Regions from separate parts of the Mus musculus genome. Here all the other regions are linked to region 1. The links are chromatin contacts, called in public HiChIP or PLAC-seq and promoter capture Hi-C maps. All regions are on one chromosome and are shown on one strand. Each heading gives the region's core, a stretch centred on a gene start, on an enhancer-like site or on the middle of the called end of the contact. The rest is flanking DNA. Distances are from core to core; before and after follow the strand shown. Region 1 holds the start of Jarid2 (jumonji, AT rich interactive domain 2). Region 2 has its middle 43 kb from the start of Gm2233. Region 3 has its middle 33 kb from the start of Gm33684.

Region 1 (4,767 bases), core at 758-3,257:
CATGGTTCTAAACTAGGGTTTTGTTACTTTATAATCCTCTCCATAAGCTTTGGCCGGAATCAACTTGCAGATGTGGAAACTGAGCAGCTTAGGAAAGCCATCGCTCAACTTGTCTGAAGTGGCCACTGTGACCTCTGAATCCATAGGTGTTAACTCGCTTTTTTAGAACCTTCTAGACACCATGACTAAGTTGCCCTGTTGCGACTAACAGTGGAATGGTCGTGACTCGGGAGTGCTTGTTTTGGGAACCGACTGCCCGGGAGGAGAGAGAGGAAGAAGCCAATGTGTGTCTGCAGGTGGATGGGAGAGGCTCCAAGCCTTTTCGCTTCCCTGAGGCTAGCCAGTCAGATTTGAAAAGCAGGACCTTGAAGACCATAGGTTAGAACCAGGAAATTAGCGCCGAGGCTGGGAGCCGTGCTAAAGTTCCTGCGAATGCCCCCGAGAGCGACAGCAGGGCCTGCGATCCATTGATCTGAGCGACTGGCGAGCCTGGGCAGGGCAGGGGCTGGGGCAGGTAAGGCTGCGGGGCACAGACCATTGGGCTCTCGGGCACTCAGTGTTCGAGACGCTTCCTTACGGGCTGCCTGTGTTGGGGGGTCGGTCTCCATTTTTCCGTTCACGGTTTCACCTCGGCGTTGGGAGTCTCGGTCGCGGACAGCCCTAGTCCTGAGGGTAAAGACCCCCTTCACCGTCTCCAGGGACGGCGGGGCTTCACCTCGGAGCCACCGGCGACGGCCTAGGGTCGCGTCGGCCCCGGGGACAGGGGCGGGCACGCGGGCCGGCGACCACGAGGCCGCGAGCTTTCGCCGGGAGGCTGCCCCAGCCGCGTCTGCCTCGCGCGTGGGGTCGCGTGCGGCCGCGGGCCGGCTTGGAGCCGTGACCTCGGACCACCCCGGCGGCCGAGCGGCCGCCCGCTTGCTCGGCACACGGGCGCTTGTCCTGAGGTGACACCGCCGGCAACGGCTGAAGCAAGCGGGCGCTGCCGATCAGCGAGTTCGCACCGAGCGAGGATCCCTCTTGGTGCGTGGCCCAGTTTGGCTGAGGACCCGCTCCAACCCCTCGCTGACACCGCCCCCCGCCGCCGCCGCCGCCACGCTCCGAGGCCTTTCCCCCGGGAAGCCTGGCGGCTTGCCCTCGCGGGCCCGCGGGCGCGCTCTCGCGCGCCGATTCCTCGATTCCACAGGCGGTTCGCGCCCGGGGTGGGGGCGGGGCGGGGCGCGCGGGGCCGGGCCGAGCCGGGCCGGGCCGGGAGGGCGGCCCCCGCGGGGAGGGGACTGGGGGGCGGGGCCGGCGTGGGGAGTTCCTCGCTCCCGGACCACACGCTCCGCGGGCCAATCCCGAGCCAGCCTCTAGCAGTGTCGCACGCGGGACACGTCCAAGCGTTTGTTGGCAGGGCCCGGGGAAGGGGGAGGGGGAAGCGATCGGGGAAAAGGGAGTTGAGTGACAGGAGGCGTGGGGCACGCTGGGAATTGTAGTTCTTCGCTTCCGTGGCCATAGCCATTTTGTAGTCAAGGGACTACAACTTCCAGAAGATCAAGGGGACTATTCTAAGGTGCCCCGGGAATAGGCGGCTCTCCCCCGGGCCGGGCGTCCTGGGGCACTGGTACCCAGCTGCCCGGCTGCAGGTAGACGTGAGGGCAGTGGCGAAGGTTTGCATGCGGCGACTGTTGGGTGAGCGGACTGCGGGTGGGGGGGGGGGGGGGGAAGGGGCTGAGGTGGAGCGACCGAGCGTGCCATGCATTGAGCTAGGGAGCCTCTCTCAATTCCACGACTGGGCTCGGCGTGGGAGAGGCGCCTGACGGGCGGCCCGCAGAGGCTTCGTGGAGGCCTTTCCGGGGTCTCGTCGACGGGGCTGCGGGAGTTCTCCGCACCGGGCCGGGGCTTGTGGGCAGAGGTTAGGCAGGCGTGCGGGGGGCTCAGCTGTGGGAGTTTTCGGCTGGCGGGAGGTGGCGAATTAGCCGAGGAGCCCTAACTTGTATAAAAGCAGAGTCCATTTAAAGTTGGGCTGGCTAGCCTCTCTCTCATTGGTTAAGGGGCTTGGAAAAAAGAGACTCGGCGAGCCCTCCGCTGTGGTGCTGCCGCCGCCACCGCCGCCGCTGGAGTTGACTCTTCTGCTCGCACTGCTGCTGCAGCACAAACGTGACTTCCAACATTTTAAATTTATCTTTTCCTTTTTTCTTCTTCAAGATGTAACTACAGATCAGATACTAAGGACCTTCACGTTTCGCTGATGTAGTTTTTGGAAGAAAAAGGGGGGGAGTGAAGGGCGTCGGTTTTTTTTTTTTTCTTCTTTTTTTTTCTTTTCTTTTTTTGTGTCTGTTGTATGTTTCGGGGGAAATTTTCCATTATGAGTGTTTTACTAAAGTGAATTTTTCTTGTTTGCTTCGCTCGTCTTTGGCTCTTTTTATATTTTTTCTTTTATCCTTCTCAATTTCGGATTTATTTCAAGGCGAATCTGGTTTTGGGGGAAGAGGAAGAAAAGTCGGATTACAAGATCAACCACCACCAACAACAATAAAAACCACCAGGATATTTTTTTGCAAATTTCTGACGGCTTTAAATTCATGAAGCAATTGTCCCCTTTTGCAATCAGCATTTGGATCTCAGAATGAGCAAGGAAAGACCCAAGAGGAATATCATTCAGAAGAAATACGTAAGTGCTCTTAACAACACATCCTTTGGCTTGCAGTTTTAAGCGATGGTTGTGAATGTCAAGTTTATAGATAATTCTGCAGCTGAAAGGTTTTAAACAGCGTCCGATAAAGCTCTTTCTTTTCCGAAAGGGCTTTTCAGGCAAAGTCGTGTCTGCCTAGTTTGGTTGAGAAAACAGACTGGTGTAGAGATACCTCAAGTATATAAATTGACCTCGAATGACACAACGTTGATGTAGTTTTGGTGAAAGGCAAGGGGTTTTGGTGGAGGTTGGGGTTCTGTGTGTGGGGGCCCCCGCAGTGATCTAACTGCATTCTCGGGCGGATTTGGTCCCATATTGCACTTTGCATACAAATGAGCCTGTTATTAGTGTTATTTGGAAAATCGTGTAAGGTATGTGTGTTGGAAGCTAAGTTGCAATCCAGAGTACGATTATGGCGATCTTCTAGCACTGGCACATCATTTAATATATGTGGCCCTTTTGGCTTATCTAGCTTGCAACATGACCCAGTTGGGAATCATGTTACTGGGAATGCATTTATTGGTATTGACTTTTATAAAGAGGCTGGTTTTGGTTCTAAAGATTCATGGTTTCTAGTTTGAGGGGAAAAACATAGCTCATGTAAAAGTATATGTGTGCCTGAGTGAATGCATGTTAATACGAATAATTTCTCCCTGAAAACTGGGTTTCTGAGATTGGGTTGTGATGGTTAGGTTTGTTTTGTGCACAGTATAGCAGCGTCTTGCTTGGCATAGGGAGTGTTTTTGTTTTGTGTAGTGGCTTTTTTTTTTTTTTTTTTTTTTTTGTAAGTTTGGGGGGAGGGAGTAGAGAGGGAAACCAGGGGATTAACCAAATATGCACTCGAGTGATCCGGTGGTTAGCTGCGTATGCTTTAGAGCAAAGTACACTTTTTTCCCCCAGAAAAAAAAAAGGCCCTTGAAGATAAATAAAGAACAATGCGACCCTATGAGAAAGTTTTATTTAACTAGGGTCGATGATTTGGTCTTAATATTTTTCCTTTTTGGTTAGAGAGGAGTGTATAATGGGAGATGACCTTCTGGGCAGTGGTTTTGTTAAATGTGTACACACACACACATTTAATGGAAAACCTGAATTTCTCCCGGAGAGCTGATCCTAATCTATACACGTAAACTTAACTTGAAAGAAACGTAAGATTAAATGAAGCTCAACTTACAAAGCCTACTCCATAAGGAATTTAAGAATTAAAATACATCCGCATTGCAGTGGGCCGGGTAAAGCGCAAAGGACTAGTTTAAACTCGATGTGTAGAAACTGCATGGACACACAGCCTTGCCTTGGAGCGTGGACTCCTTCCCAGAGCATGTCTCCTGACGTAGCCACAAAGGATATGGGGTAGAACTTGGGACGAGAACCCCCACCCTATCCCGGACCCCGATAAGTTGGAGAACACCGTGGGTAGGCATTTTGTTTTTTTGTTTTTTTTTGCTGGAGGCCAGCGGACCCTGTGGAGTCTGGACATCCGGCCGCAAGCCGGCGGTGGCTGTGCGAGGCAGAGCGTGAGTTGCTGCTGCGGGAGCCGAGTCTGCTCACGCGGTGCTCCGGACGCAGCCGGCCGGGAGGGTGCACGGGGCCCACAGCGCTTTGGGCCGTAGCCCGGGCTCGGGCCGCGGGCGCGCGGGCGGCCTGTAGGGGGCAGACTCCGGGTTGTGCTCTGGCTGGGCGGGTGGGTGGGGCTCGCGGGTGGCTCGGCGTGCTGACTCGGGGCGGGACGGGCTGGGTGAGTGAGGCTAGGGGGTGGTGGTGGTGGGGGTGAGGAAGGGAAAGATGCCTCGGGCGCCCCCCGCCGCGCGTAAGGCTCAGCTCTTACGCCGCCCTGCCCGCGGGCTCCAGCGCAGTCTCGAGCAACAGGTTAAGCAGGAGAGACGTCAGCGCGCCCCCTCCCCTCCCCGCGGCCTTCTTTTGCCTTGCGCCTTTGCACCCCCCATCCGGGCCGTCACGTCCTCTCTCCGCCCCTTGCCCCCAGTGGCTTTGAGTCCTCGGTTCTCCCCCTTCGCGAGCTGCCGCTGTCTGTTGTCATTGTGACGTCACAAAGGGACAGCCCAGTGGAACCTTCCTTTCCTCCGTGCTGTCAA
Region 2 (4,767 bases), core at 774-3,273, 740 kb before region 1:
GGAAGCAGCAGTGATGGGGGGGGTGGAGAGTGGCGGCCATGGTTCTGGGCTTTTCATATGGTCAGTCCATCAGGTCCCCAAGCTGTCTCTTCTTTGTGCCTCTGTTTATATCTATTGAATCGGTAGTGTTCAGTAAATATCGTTCTGCCTTTGTAAAACCCCGCAGAAGAGTCATTTTATTCCATATGACAGTTGGGAGAAACAACACTGAGAGAGGATAAATCATTTGTCCTTGTCACATTTGTCACTGGGCCGTTGGTCAGCCAGGTGGTAAAGGCAGGAGTGGAGAGTCATTCTTCCTGCTTGCTGAGAGTCTTATTTATCCAGTTACTCTTGCTCGAGCCTCTCTCTCCTATCAGCCAAGGGTCAACGCTCATTGCACTGTTTTTACTAACAAGATTTGACAGTGTACACTTAAAATGTGTCCAGTCAGTTAATACTCATTGAATTCCTGCAATATGCTAGACACCCTGCTGGTATGGAGGCACAGAGCCACTCAGAAAGCCAAAGGGCCAGGAAGCCAGGTGATGTTGTTCTATCCCACGGATCACCTCTCTTGGTGGTGCCATCCCATGTAAGGTGTGATCTAAACAGAATAAGGCCAAGGGACTCTAAGCCTTTATATTCCAGTTCCTGTACCCTCAGAGTCACAGGGGAATCCAGGAAAACATTTCACTTGGCTATGGATGAAATAGATTTCCCCAGTGGCCGGGAAGGAGGTCAAGAAACCTGGCTTGCATCGGCAGCTCTGTCACTGAGCAAGCTGTCTGATGCTCTGGGCTTTGATTTACCCATCTGCCTTAAGCAGAGGACCACATCTCTGTGTTACCTTCTCACTTTTAACACTTCATCAATTCAACTCCATTCGACCCCTCAAACGGAATGCACCCCGAGGCCGAGAGCGTGGGGTGTTGGCATGGTTTTTCTCAGGCTGCACCATGGCTCTCCTGTGACAGGGCTGGCTAATCAATTCTCCCAGCTCACGTGCCGCTGACGGATGGGTCATTTGGAGAAGCTGTGCCTTGTTAGTGAGGCTGAGTGCTGCAAGAGACATGGCTGCCTCCCAAATCTGACGTATGCTGAGTTACCAGCTTACACGTTTCCCTGGGAAGGCAAAACACACGTCAAGAAACTGCAAATTGAATTCTCTCCCTCCGTGCAGAGGATCTGCTTGTGTTTTTATAAAGAGTAAAATCAGAAGTAGATGCACCACATTTCCTTTTGCGGAATCTGTATTTTTAGAATGATTACTTGAGCATGAGACACAGATACGGTTTTTAAAACACACGCCAGTTGGTGCCGTGTGTTTAAGAGGCAGGCCAGGTAGGAACGTCTTGTTTTTGTTGCTTTGTTTTCCAAGGAGCGTCTAAATTCCTCTTTGTAATTTGCCGACTGCAAATGGCTGTGCCCGTTTTGTGCCAAGTATATGAATTATACCGTGGCTCATCCTTGAACAGTGTCCTTGCTGTACCTTCTGCTGTACCCACTTTGTGAATGGGCAGCTGGAGTTCAGGTGAATTATGTCATTGATACAGTCATTTGAATAGACATTTGACAGTCATTTGAATTCTAGTTAATTCCACATGTTTATGCTATCTCTACCCCATATAATACCTGGAAGAGGAAACTGGATTGATCATTCAGATAGCATAAAACATGCCAGGAATTAGCAAAAGGGGGCTTCTCTCTTCTTCCCAGAATGCAGGAGAGGGCTCTGAGCAGATCTCTTCACAATGCCATACAAGCCTTAGAAAAAGGTACTCCCTCCCCTGACGCCCTTACCTAGCTGCTGGGCTGCAGACACCGCTGTAAGAAGCAAACTTCACATGGCAGCCTGTCAGCGGCTGTGGGCAAACACTGGAAGACGACTGCATTATTTATGATCATTATTTATTTTCTGGTGTTCAAATATTTACCTTTCTTTCTTTTCTTTTGCAAACAGTTTAGTGGGCAGTGGGGAAACCCTGCCTCCTGCTAAAGAGGTTGAGCTTTGTTTCCGGAGGCCAAGTCCAGTTAAAGACGCTGACCACGCTTCCCAGAGCTGGGCTGGCCAAAAGCCAGCAAAGAGTACTGCCTCATTCTTGTGACTACATTGCTTCAAAGAATGAGTTGGCTTATCCTGAAGGGATTCTCTTCTAATGAATTGGCTGTCAGTCTGGGCTGCGCCCTTGCCTGGCATCTGTCCCACTGGTTACTCAGACCTTGGTTTGTTTGTTTGTTTTGTTTTGTCTTTTGTCTGCTTCTGTCATCATTGATCTATGATGTTTAGACTTAGGTTAATGTGGTAGTTAACGTTCAACTTGGTTAGATTTAGAATCACTTAGGAGCCATAACTCTGCGTAGGCCTTTAGTGTTTCTCCCAAATGGACTAATGTGGGTGGTGGAGTCCCAAGATGATTAAAAAAAAATCAAGTATGGAGATCTCTGTTCATCTCCATCTACTTCCTGACTGTGGATATGGCGTGACCAGCCACTCCACACTTCCACCATCTTGCCTTTGCTTCCATGATATACTGTATCCCTTCAGATCATGAGCCAAGATCTCTTCAGAAATAAGAATACTTCTCCCTTCAAGTGCTGTTTTTCAGGGATTTGATCACAGGAATAAAAAAAAAAAAGTAATTTCAAGTGGGCTGGATTTGTAACTCAGTTTGTTGAATGTTTATCTAGTATCCATGAAGCCTAGTGTTTGAGCCCTGCATAGTGGTGTATGGTGGCGCACGTCTGTAATCCCAGCACTCTGGAGATAGGGGCAGGAGGGTCAGAAGGTCAAGGTCATCCTTGCCTACACAGTAAGTTCAAGGCCAGTCTGGGATATATGAGATCATGTCTTCTTCTTTAAAGAAGGAAGAAACGGAGAGGAAGAGGAAAAGGAGGAAGAGGAAGGAAGAAAAGGAAAAGGAGGAGAAGGAGAGAAAGAGGAGGGAGAGGAGGAAGAGAAAGAGAAAAAGAAGGAGAAGTAGCAGGAAGAGGAAGAGGAGGAAGAGAAGAAGAAGAGGAGAAGGAGGAGAAGAAGGAGGAGGAGGAGAATAGAAGCAGCTAACATGAGGACTAATATATACTATATCTCTTTTCCAAACAAGATGAAAATACTGAGAAATATTAAAGAAAACCATTTCACAAATGAGAAAAAACTTTAAACTTCAAACAACATTCAAATTCTTCATAGAGCACTGGCCACACACCAGCTCACTCCCTAGTAAGAGTATTGTCTGGGGCATGTGCCAGCAGATGCAGAGTAGTGGACTGAAGTTCAAGAGGCTGAATCACCTGTTACAGGTCTCTTGGAATCTAGCTGCACAGTGTAGCTTGCTGACACTCAGGGCAGTGAGCAGAGGAGCCCTGAGAGAGGCTGGAGAGAGAGCCATGGGAGCCAGCCTCTAGTCCTCTTAGTATTCTAGTTGTGCTAATCCATCCTTCTACCTGTAGCTTATTAGTGACTTAGCATCAGAACACACCGTAGTCTTTACCATGAATAATGGTTTCATATGGTTGGTTGGTTGTTTGGAATAGATATGTTTACTTATGGATAGCAAAATGAACGACGTCGGTCAGGTGACTTGGAGACAACTCAAGCTGAAAGAGGAAAGGGGGCGGGCAAGAGAGGAGAAGAGCCATGGAACTTCCTGGGGGGGGGGGGTGTAGAAAATCAGCTCTTCTGTGAGGGCCAAGTTCTGACCACTGTTAAAAGGATCTTGCAAGCAGCTCAGATCCTGCTTGCTGATGTGTTCTTTCGCTTCTTCTTCCTGGTATAGAAGAGGTCTGGCCTCCTCGGGAAGAGGACCAGAGGTATGTGTTAGCTTCCAGCTCCTATGACAGAATAATTGAGGCCATCGACTTATAAAGAGAAAGGCTTGCTTTAACTGACGATTTTAGAACCTCACTTTATTCTGCTCACCAGTCCTGACCCACATACCTCGTTTCTGCTTGGTTCAGGAGTGTTTGCCAGAGGCCCACATATTCAGGACTGGGTCTTTGGTTCTTGGTCTGGGTTGCTATTGGGAGGTGGTGGAAGCTGGAGGGAAGCCCCAGTCAGGTCGGTAGAGCTCTCCTCTGATGAGGATATTGAGGCCCCAGGCATCTTCTCATCTTCCAGGTCATCACTATGGAGCAGCTCTATTCCACCACACTCTTTCTACCATAGTTTGTCTTCTCTTTCTCCCCCCCTCCCCTCCCCCTCCTCCTCTCTGTCCCTCCCCCCCCTCTCCCCCTCTCTCCCCTTCCCTCTCCCCCTCTCTCTCCTTCCCTCTCCCCCTCTCTTGCTCCCTCCCTCTTCCCTCTCCATACCCCTGCCCCGCCCCCAGCTTCCACAGTGCACATCCAGTATAAATACACTAAACCAAAGGATGGCTTGGGTCCCAGACACAACATGAGAGTTTTACAGCAGAGAAACAGCCCCACTATGTGAACCATTGGTTCTAAGTCTTTCTCTGACTCTCTGTCTCTCTACCTTTCTTTTCTCTTTTGTCTTGCCCAGGTCTCCATTGTAGCATGTATCCCTTTTGTTCCACTTTGGGATCTTTCTTGAGTGACCGATTTCCACAGAAGCTGGAAGCCCTCTTGATGAACATGCCCTCCAGGTGCTGTAGGGCACTCCCAACATGCCTGTTAATTAGCCCACAACACCATCTGTCATAGATGATGCTTAATTAGAAAATGAACATTTAAAAAGGAGACATCAGATGTGACGGGAGGTGGGAGGGCAAACTGAGAGATGAGTTCTTTGGATGAATTCAGGAACTGTGGGCCCTCCCCTCAGGAACGGGG
Region 3 (4,767 bases), core at 826-3,325, 550 kb before region 1:
TGCCTTGTCTGGCCTCAGTGGGAGAGGATGTGTTAGTCCTGATGAGACTAGATGGGGGGGGGGGAGGTGGGTTGGTATGGGGGGGCTCCTCTTCTCTGAGAAAAAAAGGATGGGGGAATGGGATAAGGGGGTGAGAGGGTAGGGCTGGAGGAGAGGAGGGAGGGGGCTGAGGTTGAGCTCTAAAGTGAATAAATAAATAAATTAATTAATGAAAAAAGGAACAGTCCCTGAGTCTCCCCCCTTTAAACCCACAGCCTGCTGAAGTTACCACATAGACAAACAAACACATGCGTTAACTATTTTAAATGCATGGGGTAGGCACAGATTCTTATTATCCCACACTGACTATTAATAATAAATTGAACAATGCATCCGGGGTTACTTCTGGGTGCTTCCTGCATTAGCTTCCTTTTTTTAAAAAAAAATAAGGTCATCAATTTACTTTTTATTTGTTTAGGAACTTACGTTTTAAAAGGAAAGCAGCTGTGTGTTTATTATGAAGATAAAACTTATCTTTCATGAGAATGAGATAAGAAAAATTGCACTTGGGATATTAAATAATGATCACGCGACAGCACCAACAAACGACTCCGGACATCTGCTGAAAGCTCACGGATACCTGAGTGAATCTCAGTCAGTCCCCTCAACAGTCTTGTAGGGGCAGGGGACAGAACATTTTCCTATTTTGAATACATAATAGCCAAACAACAACAAGACCTCTTAATGTGAGGAACTTCTAGAACTCAGCCCTCTTTGAGTCTTCAAAGATAATACTCCAGTTGCAAACCCAGTCTCCCCCTGCCCTTTCCAGCTAGAGACAGAAAACCATTTCTGTAAAGGGCACAGAGAGAAAGCAAGTTAGGGGGAAAGTCTTCCCAGCTACAGTTAGAAAGGTGTTCAGGAAAGGGGAATGTGAGAGCTAATCTAGATTATGAAAGGCCTGGGAGTGCTATGAGTGTGTATATGCAAATGTGTGCATGCATACATGCATGTGTGTGTGCATACATGTGTGCGTGCATGTGTGCATGCGCGTGTGCATGTGCATGTGCGTGTGTGTGTGTGTGTGTGTGTGTGTGTGTGTGTGTGTGTGTGTGTGAGAGAGAGAGAGAGAGAGAGAGAGAGAGAGAGAGAGAGGAATCCAGAGTTTGACTCGGGTGTCTTCCTAAGTCACTCTCTACCTTTAAAAAATACATATCCTGTTAATTCTTGGGCATTACATCCAATACATTTTGATTGTATGACGCACTTCCTTGTTTCTCAGAACAGGGCTCTCTCCCCCACTGACTGGAACACACTTGCTCACTAATCCCCACCACAGGTACACACCACTCTCATTCTCTGGTGGTCCAGAGACCCCAGCTCTGGTTCACATGCTTTTGAGGATGTATTTCCCTGACTGAACCATTGTTCCAGAGTAGGAAGAGGGGAACATAATTCTATTCCCATAGACTCCACTGGCGATGTGGGAAATGGGTAGAAGCCATGCTCGTTATTTTGATCTTTGCTCCATCCTTTTCCAATACGTCACTCTCTTAAACTCCTGAGTCCAGGTTCAGATAGTAAAAGTGATCTTCGCAGAGTCCAGCTCTCCCAATTAAATCAAACACTTTCTTCAGTTTATCAAACTTCACCTTTGTTCCTTCATTCGTGTTAAGCAAATAGCAACTAATCATGGGATGGAGTCGGAGCCTGGGGAAAGAACTTGGCTTTCAAGTGTGAAAAATGTCATTCTTCCACTCAGCCAAAGAGTTCAAGACCTGACTTCAGGCTCCTCTGGGTCAGGCTGCTGCCAGACTTGAAATAAACAACCTGGATGGAGTCTTTAATGACTCCGACACAAAGCCAGCATTGTTGCGAGCTAGCCCCGTGGTACAATGGCAATGCCTTGGGATGTGAATGAAACCCGTCTCTAATTGTACATTTTTACCTAGGGTCGAGCCAAGGTTTTACTTTGTTTTCCCCTCTCGTTATTCCTTTATTTTAGGAATATGGCTTTTTCCACGGATCTAGACAGCCTGTGCCAGAAAGCCTTTTGTCCCTTTGGAGGAGAAAAGGACATTCAGGCGCGATCCCAACGTTAGGAGCCAAGAACTGTGAGCAGTGCTCTTGGTGCTTCGGGCTGTGCTGCACTGCGGGTGTGCTGTGCACTGTGTCTTTTAAACACACCTTGGGGAATTCATTAACCTTAGGAGACTTTGTTCTCGGCTGCTTACATTGTTAGAGTCATTCTGACTGCCTTAGAATAGCTATTACTACCAAAATAGAAAGTAGAAAATAGGACTCTTCCCACCTCCCCTAGGTCTGTGTTAAGGTGTGTGTGTGTGTGTGTGTAGCCCAGGCTAGCCTCAAACTCATGCTGTTATCAGAGTTTTTAGTGTCAGAGCTGGAGCATGGTAGCCTTAGCAAGCTATGCTTGCTACTATCTTCAACAGGCCAACTAGATGGATAACTAATACAGCAGAGCAGAAATTTGAGTAATGTGACTACGCTGGGAAGAACAACAAATAACGAGGTCCAATGGTACAGTCCCCTGAGCACCAACTCCATCTTCAGTGCCTGGACATGAGGTTCAGATTTAAGTAGAGGATAAGAGCATGCAAAGCTCAACAGTCCTGGTGAAGGGATGGTCCCGCCCATCACTGACCCATCCGTGTCTCAGCTCCAGCCTCTCTTGCCAAGTGCTCTCACAAGTTGTGCGAACTATGCAGAATATCTTCCTGGAAGCTAGAGACTGGAGACCGTTTCTTCCTTTTACTGACATCAGAGCCTTGCCCTTCCCCAACATGGAATTCCTGTGGAAACAGCATTTTCTTTGAGTCTGTTGTTTTAATAGTTTGATAGTCAAAGGGAAGGGCAAAGTATCTCTTTAGAATACCTTCATCTCTGTCAGGATGGTAGAATTGCACATTCTACGTACTGGGACAAGACCAGGCAAGCATTTCTCTGCTTCGAGCTACCCAAGTCCTACTTGATGCCTCCCTGTCTTAATATCATAAGATATCACTCTTCCCTGGTTTCCTTCCTCATTACAGGACTTTGTCCAGACTCCTTTCCTGCCTCTCTTCCTACACTCAAGTTCAACTGCCCCAGGACTGGGCTGATGGTGGTCATCTAGGCATGTACTGTGCTTTCTCCCTCTGGGGTATTATCCAGGGATGGTCATCTAGGAGTGTACTGTGCTTTCTGCCTCTTGGGTATCATCCAACCATGATCTGTATTTTGCTGATACCAACATTTGTCATTTTCCTTTGACCTTGACATTTGCATTTCTAGCTGCCTTCTAGGAGGATGGTCACTTTGGCTACCCAGGAGCTAGCACAAATTATACATCTAAAAGGTATCCTTGGTTTGGTCCCCAAAGCTACCCCTCTGCCACGCCTAAGGAAGTGCTGCCTCTGCCTATTCAGTTGTTCAACTAAAGACCAGAAGTCATCCCTTGTCTTCCCCATTCACTTCTAGTGCTGCCCATCTCAGCCTCCAGGACAGCCCTATATGTCACCATCATATCCTATGGTCTGATTGTCTGGGAACCAGTGTACCAGGGTCTCCATTTACTATACAACACTGTTTCCTTAGCAGCCAGCATTATCTTTTAAACACATGTTATTGTAGTTCTTCTTGATCACTATCTCCAGCTACAGGAGATAAAACCCAAAGTCTTTCATGTCAACATGCTCCTAAACAACCTGCCTCCCACCTGATATCCAACTTTATTCCTCTCCAATTCCCACTTCTGCTATAATGTCTTCTTATGGGGGATCAGACACCACAACACCCATACCCCAGACAGAACAGTGGAGGTAGCTCTGTTCTAGGAAATGTAGCCTGTGGACCTACTGGGAGACCACAGCAGGGATTCAGTACAGATGTAGAGAAGGGGACACAGATTCAGCAAACGCTCAGGCAAGCACCAGAAAGTGTGGCATCAGGTGATCCTGTGGCAGCCATGAAGAGGCCAGAGGATTTGGGATGGAACCAGGCTGCTCCCAATGGCACCAAATGTCTACCTATGGTGATCTTAAAGCATCAGTGGAAATCTGACAGAGTCACTCAGTGACAAGAACTTAGGACTTATCACTTTTGGACCAGTGAGAAAAGATATAGCCTCTGTCCTCAATCATTATTCAGCCTGATGAAAAAAGGCAGGCAGACAGACAGACAGACAGACAGAAAATTGCTATCCAGTTTGATAAGTTCTATTGGCAGAACCTATGTAGGAAGAAGTGTGTCACAAGTCTATCAATGAGCAAGATTTTCTAGGCAGTGACACAGAGCAGACAGGGCAGTCACAGGACTGTGTGTCTGCAACTGGTCATGGTCTCTGTATTAGTCACTGCTCCATTGCTGTGAGGAGACATCATGACCAAGGCAACTCATAAAAGAAGTCATTTATTAGGGTCTGGCTTACAGTTTCAGAGGATTGGCCAATTATGACGATGGCAGGGAACATGGTGACACACACGGTACTGAAGCAGTAGCTGGTAGTTCTACATCCTGATCCACAGGCAGCAGGAAGAGAGAGAGAGACAGACAGACAGACAGACAGAGACTGGGGCTGGTATGGAGGACCTTTGAAAGCTCAAAGCCAACCCCCATGAACACATGACCTCCAACAGTGACACACCTACTCCAACAAGGCCACACCTCCGTATTCTTCTAATCCTCACATCCAGAGTTCCTGTAGGGCAATGAAGAAACTCATCCTTACTGGTTAATTCATGCTCCAAATAAAGTGCTACAAAAACATGCATTGGAGATTTGCAGAAG

Evidence for each region. Promoter capture Hi-C pulls out the DNA fragments that hold promoters and counts their contacts. HiChIP or PLAC-seq counts read pairs in DNA pulled down with a chosen protein or histone mark.
Region 2: a contact with region 1 is called in a promoter capture Hi-C map of hippocampal neurons, with 5 times the contacts expected there. The contact joins the enhancer-like site here to the promoter of Jarid2 in region 1. A contact is called at or near these places in 6 of 39 promoter capture datasets (the 3T3-L1 cell line, cranial neural crest, frontonasal cranial neural crest and 2 more), 1 of 484 Hi-C or Micro-C datasets (cortical neurons), 18 of 115 datasets of contacts at active chromatin or transcription factors (DN3 thymocytes, T-cell acute lymphoblastic leukemia, astrocytes and 14 more) and 2 of 9 other capture datasets (adipose tissue and liver).
Region 3: an H3K4me3 HiChIP or PLAC-seq map of embryonic limb bud shows a contact between it and region 1, with 5 times the contacts expected there. The contact joins the enhancer-like site here to the promoter of Jarid2 in region 1. A contact is called at or near these places in 8 of 39 promoter capture datasets (the 3T3-L1 cell line, cranial neural crest, frontonasal cranial neural crest and 4 more), 5 of 484 Hi-C or Micro-C datasets (adipose-derived mesenchymal stem cells, cortical neurons, muscle stem cells and 1 more), 10 of 115 datasets of contacts at active chromatin or transcription factors (VIP interneurons, astrocytes, bone marrow-derived macrophages and 7 more) and 1 of 9 other capture datasets (adipose tissue).

Annotation. Positions count from the first base shown.
Region 1 is chr13:44,729,264-44,734,030 of GRCm38.p6, forward strand. It overlaps Jarid2 (jumonji, AT rich interactive domain 2), which reads left to right and starts at 2,008. Exons shown (of 18, transcript NM_001205043.1): 1 at 2,008-2,653. The coding sequence starts at 2,609.
Region 2 is chr13:43,989,913-43,994,679 of GRCm38.p6, forward strand. No RefSeq gene overlaps it. Among named protein-coding and RNA genes, the nearest start is that of Gm2233, 43 kb to the left of the region's middle. Within about 2 kb of position 2,024, at least 48 of the 459 cell types and tissues checked have an H3K27ac peak or open chromatin away from gene starts, as enhancers often do. A contact at or near this core is called in adipose tissue, cortical neurons, forebrain and 3 more, where this site is marked.
Region 3 is chr13:44,180,901-44,185,667 of GRCm38.p6, forward strand. No RefSeq gene overlaps it. Among named protein-coding and RNA genes, the nearest start is that of Gm33684, 33 kb to the left of the region's middle. Within about 2 kb of position 2,076, at least 23 of the 459 cell types and tissues checked have an H3K27ac peak or open chromatin away from gene starts, as enhancers often do. A contact at or near this core is called in adipose tissue, embryonic limb bud and trophoblast stem cells, where this site is marked.